Linked DNA regions of Mus musculus: region 2 is linked to region 1. The links are chromatin contacts, called in public HiChIP or PLAC-seq maps. All regions are on one chromosome and are shown on one strand. Each heading gives the region's core, a stretch centred on a gene start, on an enhancer-like site or on the middle of the called end of the contact. The rest is flanking DNA. Distances are from core to core; before and after follow the strand shown. Region 1 holds the start of Eef2k (eukaryotic elongation factor-2 kinase). Region 2 overlaps Mosmo (modulator of smoothened).

The links. HiChIP or PLAC-seq counts read pairs in DNA pulled down with a chosen protein or histone mark.
Region 2: a contact with region 1 is called in an H3K27ac HiChIP or PLAC-seq map of embryonic stem cells, with 7 read pairs. The contact joins the enhancer-like site here to the promoter of Eef2k in region 1. A contact is called at or near these places in 6 of 115 datasets of contacts at active chromatin or transcription factors (the SCID.adh cell line, double positive thymocytes, effector CD8 T cells and 2 more) and 3 of 9 other capture datasets (adipose tissue, liver and pancreatic islet).

What each region holds. Positions count from the first base shown.
Region 1 is chr7:120,838,942-120,845,774 of GRCm38.p6, reverse strand. It overlaps Eef2k (eukaryotic elongation factor-2 kinase), which reads right to left and starts at 2,944. Exons shown (of 18, transcript NM_007908.4): 1 at 2,675-2,944. It overlaps Gm36449 (a long non-coding RNA gene), which reads left to right and starts at 2,264. Exons shown (of 2, transcript XR_378468.3): 1 at 2,264-3,176; 2 at 4,255-4,648.
Region 2 is chr7:120,709,040-120,716,018 of GRCm38.p6, reverse strand. All of the region lies in intron 1 of Mosmo (modulator of smoothened), which reads right to left. Among named protein-coding and RNA genes, the nearest start is that of Gm51495, 21 kb to the right of the region's middle. Within about 2 kb of position 2,153, at least 13 of the 459 cell types and tissues checked have an H3K27ac peak or open chromatin away from gene starts, as enhancers often do. A contact at or near this core is called in embryonic stem cells, where this site is marked.

The DNA of each region.
Region 1 (6,833 bases), core at 1,695-4,194:
GGCTTATCTGTGTTTTTTGCTTTTCTTTTGAGACAGGGTCTTTCATAGGCAGGCTGGCCTCCAGTTCCCTATGTCGAGGCAGTGACCTTGAACTTCTGACTGTCTTGCTTCTTTCCTCCCTAGTTCTGGGATAGGGGGCATGGTTTATGAAGTGCTGAGGTGAAACCCAGGGTTTTGTGCCTATTTGGCAAGCATGCTATCAGGCCACATCCCCAGTGCTGGTTTTTCATTCCAAAGAAACTGAGAAATGAGTCCAGTGCTCAGGGCATCATAGACAAGCTGGGTGCTATCTAGAGCAGCCTCTACTGGCCCAGCCAGAGACCGTGTCTCCCAGCATCTCCCGCAACTTAGTGAGACCACGTGATTGCATTTAGGCATATGAACTGTGGCCCAAATAACTCTGCACCACGACCGGGCCCACTCATCGGCCCACTCATCGGCCCACTCATCGGCCCACTCATCGGCCCACTCATCGGCTCACTTTTCACACCTTGACCAGGGCGGGCTGATGACATTTCCACAGCATCACAGAGCACCTTCTCTGAGCTTCAGAAAGGACAGGGGCTCCATCACCTGACCCAGGATCGCAGGACACTGTGCCTTCCCTCAGTCACCTGTCTCAAGCTATTCTCCTTACTCAATCTATTGCCAACTTGTCCTCCTTCACATCTATTGACACAGCCCCTCCTTCGGAGCTGCCTTCCATTCCCAGGAGGCAGGTGCTATTTGCTTCTTTCTACTGGGGAGAAAGCTGAGGAACGGAGGACTTCAGTGACTTGCCTAACAGTAGTCTCTATTTCCTTAACTAGAACACCCAGGAGCAGCTAGGAACCTCCCCTGAGAATTTCTTAGAAATGCAAATTGGGCACCTCCCCGCAGAGCTCCTCAAGGAAACTCCAGTGTGGTCCAGCAATCGGAGGCCGGCAAGCAAGCCATGCAGGGGGCAGCTGTTGATAGAACCACAGCCCCGCACTCACTCACTCACCTCTGACTCTTCAGCCTGTGAAATGTTACCGTACTGCAGCGACTGACTCAACCCTTTTCTTTCTCCGAAGCCTTGTAGTCTGTACCTGTAGACCCTGGTTGCAAGAGTTTAGTCAGATACTCTTTAATTTGGTGTGTGTGTGTGTGTGTGTGTGTGTGTGAACACGAAGGTGACTGTGGAAGTCAGAAGAGCACACTGGATGCCCAGGAGATGGTGTGGCACGGGTGAGCCACTCAGCCAGGGCAACCGAGTCCCCATGATCTTACAGCTCTTTCCCCTTTCACTTCAGAGGTAAGTGTTCTCACCCTCTGAGCCGGCCATGCTCCCCCACCCCCCCACAGGCCCTCATCCAACAAGCTTTTAAGGCTCAAACCCAGGATCATCCCAGGTGTAGACCCGGTGGCACCCTGGGACTTGGAGGTAACTGATTCCTGCAGCTGCCTCTCTCACCAACTAAAGCCTTCCTAAAGGCTGTTGCTACTTGGTTGCTGTGCCTGATCCTGAAGTTTTTCTCCTTCACAATAGAAATTAAGGTAGAGAAGGAACCCTAAAAACAACTCGATCCTGCCGTGCACCCCTAGGTTCCTACAGGCCGTTCCCAGGGGGGAATTAACAGCTGCCAGCTGTGGATGACAAGATCTCTTGGGGCGAGTCTGATCAGTGCAGGGTAAAAGGTTTGAAAATACTATGTTTGTGAAACAGCGTGGCATGAGCCATTCAGGAAAGTCACGCCTAACGCGCTCAGACTCTCAAAAGAACCCAGTTCTTTGGAACAAAGGAGTCGCTCCCCGCTAGCCTTCCTTTCCCAGGAACTGTTGCCGCAGCAGAGAGGGGTGAAGAGCTAGCTGTCTAAGGTCGGGGTTTGAACACGGCCTGGACCCACTCCCTCCACTGGCTTCGTCCTCCTCACAGAGCAAACAGCACCTTCCCCGGGAAGTCTTCCCAAAACTTCACTCTTAACCCCTACACTCACAATCCTTGTTTACTTACTCTACATTCCCTACCTGGCCTCTGAGGATCTGGGGTCCACTCTGGACCTCGGCTTTCTCCTCCGTAATATCTGTTCAGTGGTCCCAAGCCAGGGAGCGCCTCATCGCGGAGGACGCAGAAATACTCCCCCAAGGAGAATTCCCAAGTCAGATCTCACTCTTCCGAAACGCACGCGATCAGTCACACACAGGGCGCAGCTGGGCAGGTTTCCCGCAATCCCCTTAGCCGACACTAGCTAGTTTTGGCCCAGGGCTCACCCAGGAGGTCCCCGCCCCCGCGCCACCAACTGCATACGAATGCTCAGCCCCTTGGCGCACAAGTCTCCAACGCCTGCCAACACCCCAACTCCCTCAACCAACAATGCTGCAAGGGCGTATGCAGCTCAGACCTCGAGGTTCCGAGAACTGAGGCCCGCATAGGCCTCTAGTGTGGGGAACCCGGCGAGGGGAAATGTTACTTGGGCGTTTCAGGGGGACAGGCGGGCTCGCCGAGGCACAGAGGAGACCCGGGCGGAGGCCCGCGTGCGCTGCCTGGTGCAACCAGAACTGCGCTCACCGCTTGCCAACGTCTTTCTTTCCTTCCTTACAGACGCAAACACTGAGCCTCGGGGGAAGCTCTGCAACCAGAGAAGCGCCCCAGTGGCCTTTCGGGGGGCTGCTGCAGCGGGACGCGCGGGCTCCCCATCTTCCCGTCACCTACCTCCCACAGTGTGGCAGGCGCGACAGCTGCTGCCCACGGCCGCAAGGATCCCAAGGAGCTGGCAAAGGCTGGCGGCCGGGCGCTCCAGGGTGCAGGGAGGGAGGAGAATCCCCGGTACAAAGCGCAGGCGACAGAGAGCCAGGCCCGCAGCCGCAGTGGGGCGCCTGAAGACGTCGGAGCGCTGGAGCCGAGCACGGGCTGGAGTTGGGGCTGCTGCCGCTGGGGTTGGAGCTGGAGGCTGGAGGCTGGGACCAGGGCTGGGGCGGGACTGACGCACGGGGCGCACGCCCGGGCTCACGTGGCCGTCCCCGGGTGGCCATCACCTCCATGCAGCCGCCGTGTTGTCTTCTGGCTCCCCCGCCTGTTGAACGCTTCCTAGACACCTGGGTCTAACGTTAGATTTCATGCTGTGTGTCTGGTGGCGCATACCCTTAACCCCAGCACTTGGAAGACAGACTGCGGGCGGATTTCTGAGTTCAAGGCCAGCCTGGTCGTCTACACAGTGAGTTCCAGGGCTGCACTGAGAAAACCTGTCTCAAAAAAAAAAAAAAAAAGGGAAATCTTAAGGATTTCATGACATAATTTTGAAGAAATTTAACACTTTCAAGAGAGGGAGGGGTAACGAAGGAGCAGGAGGGGGCAAAACAACAAAAATTGTGTTAAAAACTCATAAAGAATCCAAATTCATGGTAAGCACATATGTATTTAATATTTACATATAAATTTATAAATATAAGTATAGAAAATTATACACGTATATGTAAATATTTAATATATAACCTATATATTTTTGTTTAAATTTAATATTTGTATATAAACATATATTCGGTTTAAATTTATACAGTTCGGCCTACCTGACAATTCCAACTATTTCTATAATTTTTAATTAATAACTTTATCAGGGCCGGGCGGTGGTGGCAAATCCCAGCACTCAGGAGGCAGACACAGAAGGATCTTTGTGAGTTCAAGGCCAGCCTGGTCTACAGAGGGAGTTCCAGTACAGCCAGAGCTGTTACACAGAGAAACTTTGTCTTAACAAAAACAAAAAAGAAAAATCTTTGTCAAGCCTTCCTGGACTCTCTGGAGGGAAAAATCACAGTATTCCTAACTCTGAGCCTAGGGCCTGGCACATAGTGCTTAATGGGTGGGAACTTGGGCATGGTGGTAGACCTCTGCAGTCCCCAGAAAAGCAAGGCCAGCCTGGGCTACATGGTGAAGCCCTTTCTCAAAACTCAAATCTGGTGCAGTGCATGGAAGGAAGGTAGCCCTTGGAAGATGTAAAGACTGAAAACCAGTGGAGGCAGGCATGTGTACTTTGAGGTCATATCTCACCGTATACTTTAGAGTAAAAATCTAAACAGTTGCACATTTTGAGCTATTTGTCCATCCAGCTGCAGTCAGCTATATAAGGTATGCAGGCACGACTAGCTGTATTGTACAGATCATAGGACTGAGACTTATAAAGAATGTATCTTGCCCAGGGACACAGTTAGGAAAGGGTGTGATCTATTTCATTTAATAAAGCAACTGTTAATAGACTTACTGACAGGAGAAACACCATAATATCTATTCTGCCACAGGCTTGTCTGGCCTGGGCTTTCAGATTAAAGACCTGAAGACCTGAACCACCTTGAAGTTGTACCAGCAAAAACACCAGAAACATCCTCTACACTTTGTACTTCCAGAACCATGAGCCAAAAATCCACCTTTTAAAAATTACTTATTTTATGTGTATGGGCGCTTTGTCTGCATGTCTGTCTAAGAGTGTCTGGTTGTCCAGAACTGGGATTACAGTTGTGAGTTGCCATGTGTGTGCTGGGAATTAAAACCAGGCCTTCTTGAAGCACAGCCAGTGTGCTTAAGTCTCAGCCAGTGGTTCTCAACCTGTGGGTCCCAATCCTTATGTCTGGGTCAAATGCCCCTTTCATGGACTGACTGTGTGCTGTAAGCTGAAATAAACCCTTTCCTCCTCAGGTTGCTTTTGGTCATGGGTCTTATCACAGCATCTGACGGTCTGTAGTAGTGTGTTACTGGTAACAAAAGGACCTTGCACACAGGCGAGAGTACTCCTCATACCATTCCTCACAACCTTCCTAACTGTCCTCCACTTAGCACACGGAACAGGCTAGGAAAGTGGCTTTTCCAAGGTTATACAGAGGCATGGTTTAGCCCAGATCTGGGTCTATGCAGATCTCTTGTGTCCTGTAGGCTCTTTGGTGTTTGAGAGCAGTAAACCTGCTCTCCCAGGGGAAGTCAGGACTTCAGACTGTTGTCAGCATGAACATTCCCCGCAAAACATTTGATTCCCCCCCCCCATCCCCTTTCTTTTTAAGAGACAGGATCTTTCTACACAGCTCTGACTGTTGTGGAAACTCACTGTGCAGACCAGTGCTTCTGCCTCTCAAGTGCTGGGACTACAGGCATGCACCACCACACCAGACAAGTTTGATTTTCTTGATTAAGATCCCATGTTGCCACATGAACTCAGAAAGACGAGTGCTTTGTCCTGGAGCTGCCCAGCATGACAGCTCGAAGGATGTGTGCCCCACCTGGCCTGCCCTTCTGGAAGATCAGCCCCACAGCACAGGGAGCTGTACCACCACTCCCAGCTAGATCCATATTTTCAGTGTCTACTTTCCAAATAGATAATGACACTGAGTATGTTTTCCGGTACCCGTCAGATGCTCCTATAGAACCTAGCGATTCCACTCTCAGCTATATGCCTAAGGGTAAAGAGATTATGCACCATGCAAAAGAAATTGGAGGTGTTGATAAGATGGCTCAGGAGGTAAAGCCATTTGCCAAGCCTGACACATAATCCCGAGTCCATCTCTGGGACTCACGTAGCAGGAGATAACTAATTCCTGCAGGATATTGTCCAGCCTCAACATACATACATGCACATACACAAAATAAATTGCTGTAATTTAAAAAAGAAATTAGAATAGGTGCCCACATTTAAAATACAACAGCAAACCCAGCTATGTATGGGGCTGGATGGGGTGGCACATGCCTGTAATTTTAGAACTCAGGCCGAGGGCTGAGAGATCGCTTAGCCTTTGAGGACACTGGCTGCTCCTCCACAAGATCAGTTTCCCAGCACCCACATGGTTGGTGACAGCTGTGGCTCCAGCTCCAGTGGCTCTGATGTCCTATTCTGGCCTCTGCTGACACCAAGCATCTGCTGTGGTACACAGACATACATCCAGACAAAAATTTAAAAGTGGCTGGCTCACTATGTAGAAAATATCCAAAATATACAAAAAAAGAATAAATAAGTTTAAAGAAAAAAAAAAAAGGCTGAAGCAGGATTGCTAGTTCAAGACCAGCCTGGGCTGCATGGCTAGAGCAGTTTTTTTGTTGTTTGTTTTAAAGATAATTTACTTCATGAGTGTTTTGTCTGCGTGTACCACACACATACATGTTGCCTGTGGAGGTCAGAAGAGGATGTCGGGTCTGGGTCTCCTGGAACTGGAGGTTTCCAGTTTTGAACCGCTACATGGGTCCTGAGAACTGAACCTGGGTCCTTTTTGAGAGCTACAAGTGTTCTCACCAGCTGAACCACCTCTCTACCCCAGGACAGTTTTTATAAAGACTAGCAGAATCCATGAAATTACTCTTCTCCTATCTTAGGGTGTTCTGAGAGTGAGGCGTCTAGCTTTATTTGCCTATATGTTTGAATAGGAAAAGATCTGGAAGAATCCAGACCAGTTTAGTTTTGTTCTGTTTTTGTTGGTTTTTTTTTGTTTGTTTGCTTTTAATGCGGTGGGCCTCACTGGTAAAGGAAGACTTTTTTCTTTCAATTTTACACATAGGATTGGGCATTTAAAAATGTATGGGCACACTTGTGGTACCATTCAAACATAGAACCCACTTCCTTTATGTAGAAGGGGAGGCAGATTTATGAAGTAGGGACATGAACAATGGCTCTATCTCTGCATTTTTCTTTCTTTGCTCCCGTTTCACTAGGGAACACTGGTTACTTTTATGACAGTTACAGTTAAATGTCACTTAGAAACAGAAAACCCAAAAACTAAACACAGCCTGGTTGCCCTGGCTTTTGAGGCCTCCCCACCCTTCCCTGGCATTGGCTGGGTTTGCATTTGATTTGCCCTTGCTGTGTCACGCAGGCATAAATCACCAGAGAAGCATGGTCAGC
Region 2 (6,979 bases), core at 904-3,403, 130 kb after region 1:
ACTTGACAAGCTGGGGTAAGAGCAAACAGAGATCCAAATGCCCACTCAAATCTGGGACAGATATCCACCCACAAAACACTACCAAGGACCTAATTCCAGATGTCTAGGTCCCACTACAACAAAACAAACAACACAAATAACTAAAGACAATATGTCGCCTCCAAAAATGAGTTTCATAGTAATGGTTCCCAAGAAAATCAGCCTAGGTACTGCACATAATTATTTCAAAATAGCAATTCCAATTATGTTCAAGGAACTCAAAGAAATATGAATACACAGTGGACTGAAGATGACAAAAACCCAAACAGCTGAATGAAATAAAGAAAATGATTCAAGATAAGAAAACAGAATTTAATAAAAAGAAATTTTGAAGAAAAACTAAACAAAAATAAAACAAAGTGAAAAACTGAGTAAGTCAAACTAAAAGCTCAATGGAAAGACTCACTAACAGTATGGATCAATTGGAAGAGAGGATGTTAGGATTTGAAGATAGGTACATGATTGGATTACTTAGCCAAAGAACATGCTAAATCGAAAACAAAACCACCAAAATCCTTTAATGGAATGTGCAGAATCTCTGGGACACAATTAAAAAGACCAAACCAACAAATCATAAATATAAAAGGAGAAGAAACCCAAAGCCACAGAAAATATTTTTAAGAAAATCATAGAAGAAAATGTTCCCAAATCTAAAGACTCAAATGCCTATCAAGATGCAAGAGGCATACAGACACTAAAAAGAAAAGATCAGAAAAGAAACTCCCCACATAATATAACATTCAAAACACTAAATATACAGAACAAACAAAGGACTTTGAAAGCTGATAGAAAGACCAAGCCACATATAAAGACAGGGTCATCAGAATAACATTTAACTTTTCAGTGGAGACTTTAAAAACCAGAAGAGCTTGGACTGATATTCTGTAAGTTCTGAAATACCACAAATGCCAGCCAGACTTGGCTACTATACCAAGAAAAGCTATCTATCATGGGCCAAAGAGAAAGAAAAACTTCTACCATAAAAATAGATTAAAGAAATTTACAACCACTAAGCCAGCTCTACAGAGGAAAGAATTGAAATCCTTTGGCCTAAAGAGAAGGATAAGCACATTCAAAGGAGAAGAGGGAATAAGTAATTCCAGAACAGTTCGTCAAAGGAGGTCTTAGAAAACACTACAAACACAACGAAATGATGGGAATACACAACAATTCTTAATAGTGATGATCACAATTCCCCAGTAAAAAGACGCAGACTGACAGACGGGATTAGATAACAGGACCCATCTTTTTGCTTTCTCTGAGAAGCATGCCTCACCATCAGTGATAGACACCACCTTCTGGTAAAACGATGGAAAGTAAATGGAACTAAGAAACAACAGGGCTTAACTATTCTAGTATCTGACTAAAATAAGACTTTGAATAAAAAGTAGTCAGGGGAGGAGGGTCACTTCATACTCATTAAAGAAAAAAAAATGACCAAGAGGATACGACAACTTAATACTTATATGTACCAAGCACAACTGTACTCAGTTCTATGAATAAGTACAATTTGATTTAAAACCAGATTAACTTCAACAAATTGACACTGGGTAAACCCAACATCCACTTTCACCAATAGATAGGTCATCCAGATAGAAACTAAAGGCAGAAATCTTACAGTTAAATGATGTTACAAACCAAATGGATCTAACAGATATCTATAGACATTCAATCCAAACAGTAAAAATACAAGTTCTTCCCTGTGGGAAGCGGGTGCGCGCACTTGTTTACTGCCTTGCCCGAGCAGAGCATGCACAGTGAGGCTGCATGCATGGGCTGCCTGCCAGGCTGGACGGTTCCTCGTGATCCAGACCTGTCAGCCTATCTGTGAATGACCTGAGCTCGTGCCTGGAGCGTGTGTGAATTCTAATTGGATGAGGTGGGGTGGAGCTAGAAGGAGGTCAGTCGGCCGAGTTGTAATAGTTTTGTTATAGCCCTTGCCGTGAGTAGAAGAAGCTGTTTTAAGAGAAGCAGTAGTAGAAGCCAGAAGGAGTATGGAGAGAGTTGTAAGAGGGAAAGCTGCAAGAAAGAGTTGTTGTTTAGCCCTTGCCCTAAGTGGAAGCCAGAAGTAGAGAAGTGAGGAGTTTTAGCCCTTGCTGTGAGTAGTAGTAGTAGTAGTAAGAGAAGCTGTTGTTGCCAGGAGTTGGGAATATAGCCTTGCCCTAAGTAGAAGGAGTTTAGCCCTTGCTGCGAGAAGGATGGAGGAAGAAGAGGCTGCTGGGGAAAAGAGCTGTAAAAGGAAAAAGCCCGAAGTAAAGAAGCCATTGCGTGAACCTGCCTTGGTGTCCGTGCGTGTCGTTTGTGTCGCCGCCACCTCGGAGGACCTGCCACACTTCCCCGCCATGGAGATTAAGCTACATATTATTAGAATGATAATTGCATCAAGAAAGCAAGCCAGAAGAAATTTTTAGAAATTAATGAAAATGAAGACACAGCATATGAAATCAACGGGACAAAATGAAGGGATTTAAGAGGAAGTTTATAGCATTGTCCCCATCCAAAAAAAAAAAAAAAAAAAATTGAGCTGGAGAGATAGCTTATCAGTTAAGAACACTGGCTGTGCTCTTGTGGAAACTTGAGTTCAGTTCCCAGCACCCACGGGGCTACTCACAACTGTCTGTAACTTCAGTTCCACAACATCCAATGGCCTCTTCTAACCTCTGAAGGCAGCTGACACAGGTGTACATACAAACATGCAGGCAAAGAACTTAAAACCCACAAAAATAAATAACTCTTTAAAGTATTTTGTGAGAGAGCTCCAATTAATAACTTAATAATGTACTTGAAGGCCTTGAGAAAACAAGAAGACAGAAAGAGATAATTAAAATCAGGTCTCAAAATAGTGAAATAAGCCAGGCGTGGTGGCGCACGCCTTTAATCCCAGCACTGGGGAGGCAGAGGCAGGCAGATTTCTGAGTTCGAGGCCAGCCTGGTCTACAAAGTGAGTTCCAGGACAGCCAGGGCTATACAGAGAAACCCTGTCTGGAAAAACACAAACAAACAAACAAACAAACAAACCAAAATAGTGAAATAGAAACAACAAACAAACAAAAATGATACAACAAACCCATAAAATAGAGTTGGTTCTTTTAAAATATTAACAATATTGACACACCTTTAACTAAAAGAGAGAAAAGACCCAAATTAATGGAATTAAGAGCAAAATGGAAGCTGTTACAAGACACTTAGAACATTCAGACAATCATTAAAGACAAGCTAACCCCCCCTGACCCCCCCCCCAAAAAAAACCCCACCTCTATTCCAAGGCCAGGTGAGGTGGTACACATTTTTAACCTCAACACCTGGAAGGTAAGAGGCAGGTGATCCCTGTGAGTTCCAGGCCAGCCAGGGCTACACCTGAGATCCTGTCTTAACAACAGAACAAAGCAAATCTGTGTTCTACTAACTGGGAAAAAAAATCTAAGAGAAATGGATGAATTTCTAGATGTATATGACCAGTCAAAGCTAAATCAATATAAAGTAAGTAAGACCCATAATAAGTAATAAGTAAACAGACTCATAACAACCAATGTGATACGAGCAGTAATTATAAATCTTCCAACTTAGGCTAGAGAGAGTTAAGAGTGCTGGCTGTCTATTCTCATAGAGAACCCAGGTTCATTTCCCAGCACCCACACCAATGTACATAAAATTTATATATTTCCCAACTAAAAAAAGTGCAGGACCAGATGGCTTAGGCACAGAATTCTACCAGACCTTCCAAGAAGAACTAACACCAGCATTCCTCAAATTACTCTATAAAACAGAAAAGGAACACTTGAAAATTCTTTTTATGAAACCAGTATTACCCCCATAGCAAAACCAAAAAAAGACCAAACGAAAAAAGAAAATTGTAGGCCTCTCTTTCTGATGCACAGACACAAAAATTCTCAGTAAAATACTTGCAGGAAGACAAATTCAGGAACAATTAAAAGATCAACCAGTATGATCTAGTCAGTTTCATCCCAGAGATGCAAAGATGGTTCAAGACAATATGCAGAAAAGGCTTTCTAAAAAATTTAATATCCCTCATGATAAAAGTCTTAAAGGATGTAGAAATATGAGAGACATCTCAACATAATAAAGGTAACTGCTGTACAGGACTATTCTCAGAACTAAACTTGCCACCACCTTGAGGAGTACAGTTGGGTCTGCTCCCCAGGGCATCACAGCTGGGTTGTTGACTGTCTACCCCTCCCTAATTGGACATGGCCTCAGGGTTTCTATGAAGGGCTGGATGATATAGTCAGGAAAGTATCAGGGACTCCATTGTTGTAGCCATGAGGGAGTCAACATCCACGATGGGTCCTACTCCCAACCTCTAAGCCACTGACTGCTCTTTCTGTAAGTAAGCCCAATAAACTCATTGTTTCCTCAAAGTAAACTTTGATGAATTTGCACCTTGGCTTGTCACTGGGACTGTGGGAGGAGCAGGTAGACACTGTCTGTCTTCCATGGGAACGAATAGTACCACCAGCATCTCACAAGTCCACAGCTAACATCAGGCTCAACAGAGAGGGACTGTTGCACTTCCACTAAAATCAAGAGTAAGATAAGGATGTCTGATTTCTTCACTCTTGCTCAATACAGTACTTGAAACCTTGAACAATAAAACAAAAAATGAAGGTAATAAAAGAGAATATAAGTAGGAAGAAGTCAAACTATTCTTATTTGAAGATATAATTCTATACATAAAAAAGACTCCATCAGAAAACTGCTACATCTGATAAAACACATTCAGCAAAGAAGCAGGACTACTTTATACAAAATTTAACATACAAAAACCTGATAGCTTTTCTATAAACTGCCAACCAACAGGGAAGCAATACATTCACAACAGCTTAGAAGCAAACAAACAACAACAAAACAAACAAAAAAACCCAACAAAACTTGTGATAAATCTAGCCAAGTATATGAAAGACTCATACAATGAAAATTTTAAGGCACTGAAGAAAGAAAATGGAGAATATATGAGAAGGTATCAGAAAATGGAAAGACTTCTTACACTCATAGATTGGTAGGATTAATACTGTGAAAATAGCCATCCTATTAAAAACCATCTACAGGTTCAACACAATCCCATAAAATTCCAAAACAATTCTTTATAAAAACTTAGGCAATAATTTTAAATTTGTTATGGAAACACAAGGATAACAGTATCACCATCCTTGATTTCACATTACAATAAATACATCACAATAAAAAGAATAAAAAGAGCACTCTACTGGCATAAAACCAGATACACTGTTCAGACTTGAGGATCCAGATATATGTTCACACTTGTATGCCAACCTAGGTTTTGACAAAGAGCTCAAAAATATACACTGGAAAAACCACAGCATTTTCAACAGTTTTGCTTAAACAGTGAATCCTCACAAAGAAGAATGACACTGAATTCCAAAAGGTTCAAGGACAACCTCCATATAAGACCTGGTATACTGGATCTATTAGGCGATACACTTCAATTTGTAGTCACATGAAAAAAACTTTCCAGACAGGACCCCTGTAGTGCAGAAATTAAGACCAGCATTTAATAAATGGGACCTCATGAAACAAACAAACAAAAAACCCTTGTACACAGCAAAGGATGCCATCACAAAGTGGCAGCCAACAGAATGGGGAAAAAAATCTTTACCAGCCATATATATGACAGAGGATTAGTGTCTAAAATATAAAAAAAGACCTAAAAACTAAACACCAAGAAAACAAAGAACCCTATTAAATATTGAGATGTAGAACTAAACAGAGTTCTCAAGAGAAGAAACAGAAATGGCTAAGCACATAGGAGGAGAAGGAAGTAGTAGAAGCAGTAGTGGTAGTTGTTGTTCAAGATCCTTAACCACAGGGAAATGCAAATTACAACTACTTTAGAACCAGTCAGAATGGCTAAGATCAAAAAACAAAATGACAGCAAATGCTGGTGTGGATGTAGAGAAAGGGGAACACTCATTAGCTGCCAGTGGGATTGCACACTGGTGTATGCACTACGGAAATCAGTGTGGATATTTTTCAAAAAAGCTAGAAATAGCCCCACCATGTGCATATACTTTTGTGCATATGCCCACGGGGCTCTATGTCCTACCACAGAGACATTTACTTATCCTCTTCTTTGCTGTTGTATTCACAATAGTCAGAAAATGTAAGGAACTTAGATGTCAATCAACTGATGAATGGATAAAGACAATGTGGCACATTTATACAATCAAGTATTATTGAGTTGTTAAGAAAAGTGAGATTAGCAATAAATGGTTGCAACTGGAGCTAATAATTCTAAACGTTATGAGAGGGAAAGGAAGGATCTGGAGGGGAGAAATGGGGGGTATGACTTCATCAAAACATATATGCATATATGAAATTCTCATAGCTTTGGTTTTCTCATCAGGAAAGTCCTATGACTATAGGAAAGGAAAGCACTGAACTTCCTGGTCAATGTGGTTAAAGCCCAAGAGCTCACGGCATCAAAATAAACTGGAACCATTCAATAACGATGAATAAAACCTGCATTCCTGGTAAGAACAACGTGGTATGAGAGCCTGTCTTCACTCAGACACTGCCAGTCCTGGAAGTTCTTGGCATGTAACACCCAGAGAACTCACTTAAAGAAAGGCTTGGTGCAATGTCTCCAGAGCTCCTGTGTGTAGAACATGTGCAAGGATGCTGGTCATTTTCCTAAGAATGGCGTATTCTGGTTGAACAGGACTGAGAGGTGATGTGGGCAGTGGTCTAGTCGGTCATCCATGGGAGGAGAGGACCTTGGTCCTGTGAAGGCTCTATGCCCCACTATAGGGGACTGCCAGGGCCAGAAGTGGGAGTGGGTGGATTGGTGAGCAGGGGGAGCGGGGAGGGGATGGGGGTTTTCGGGGGGGAAACTAGGAAAGGGGATAACATTTGAAATATAAATAAAGAAAATATCTAATAAAAAATAAAATTTAAAAATTAT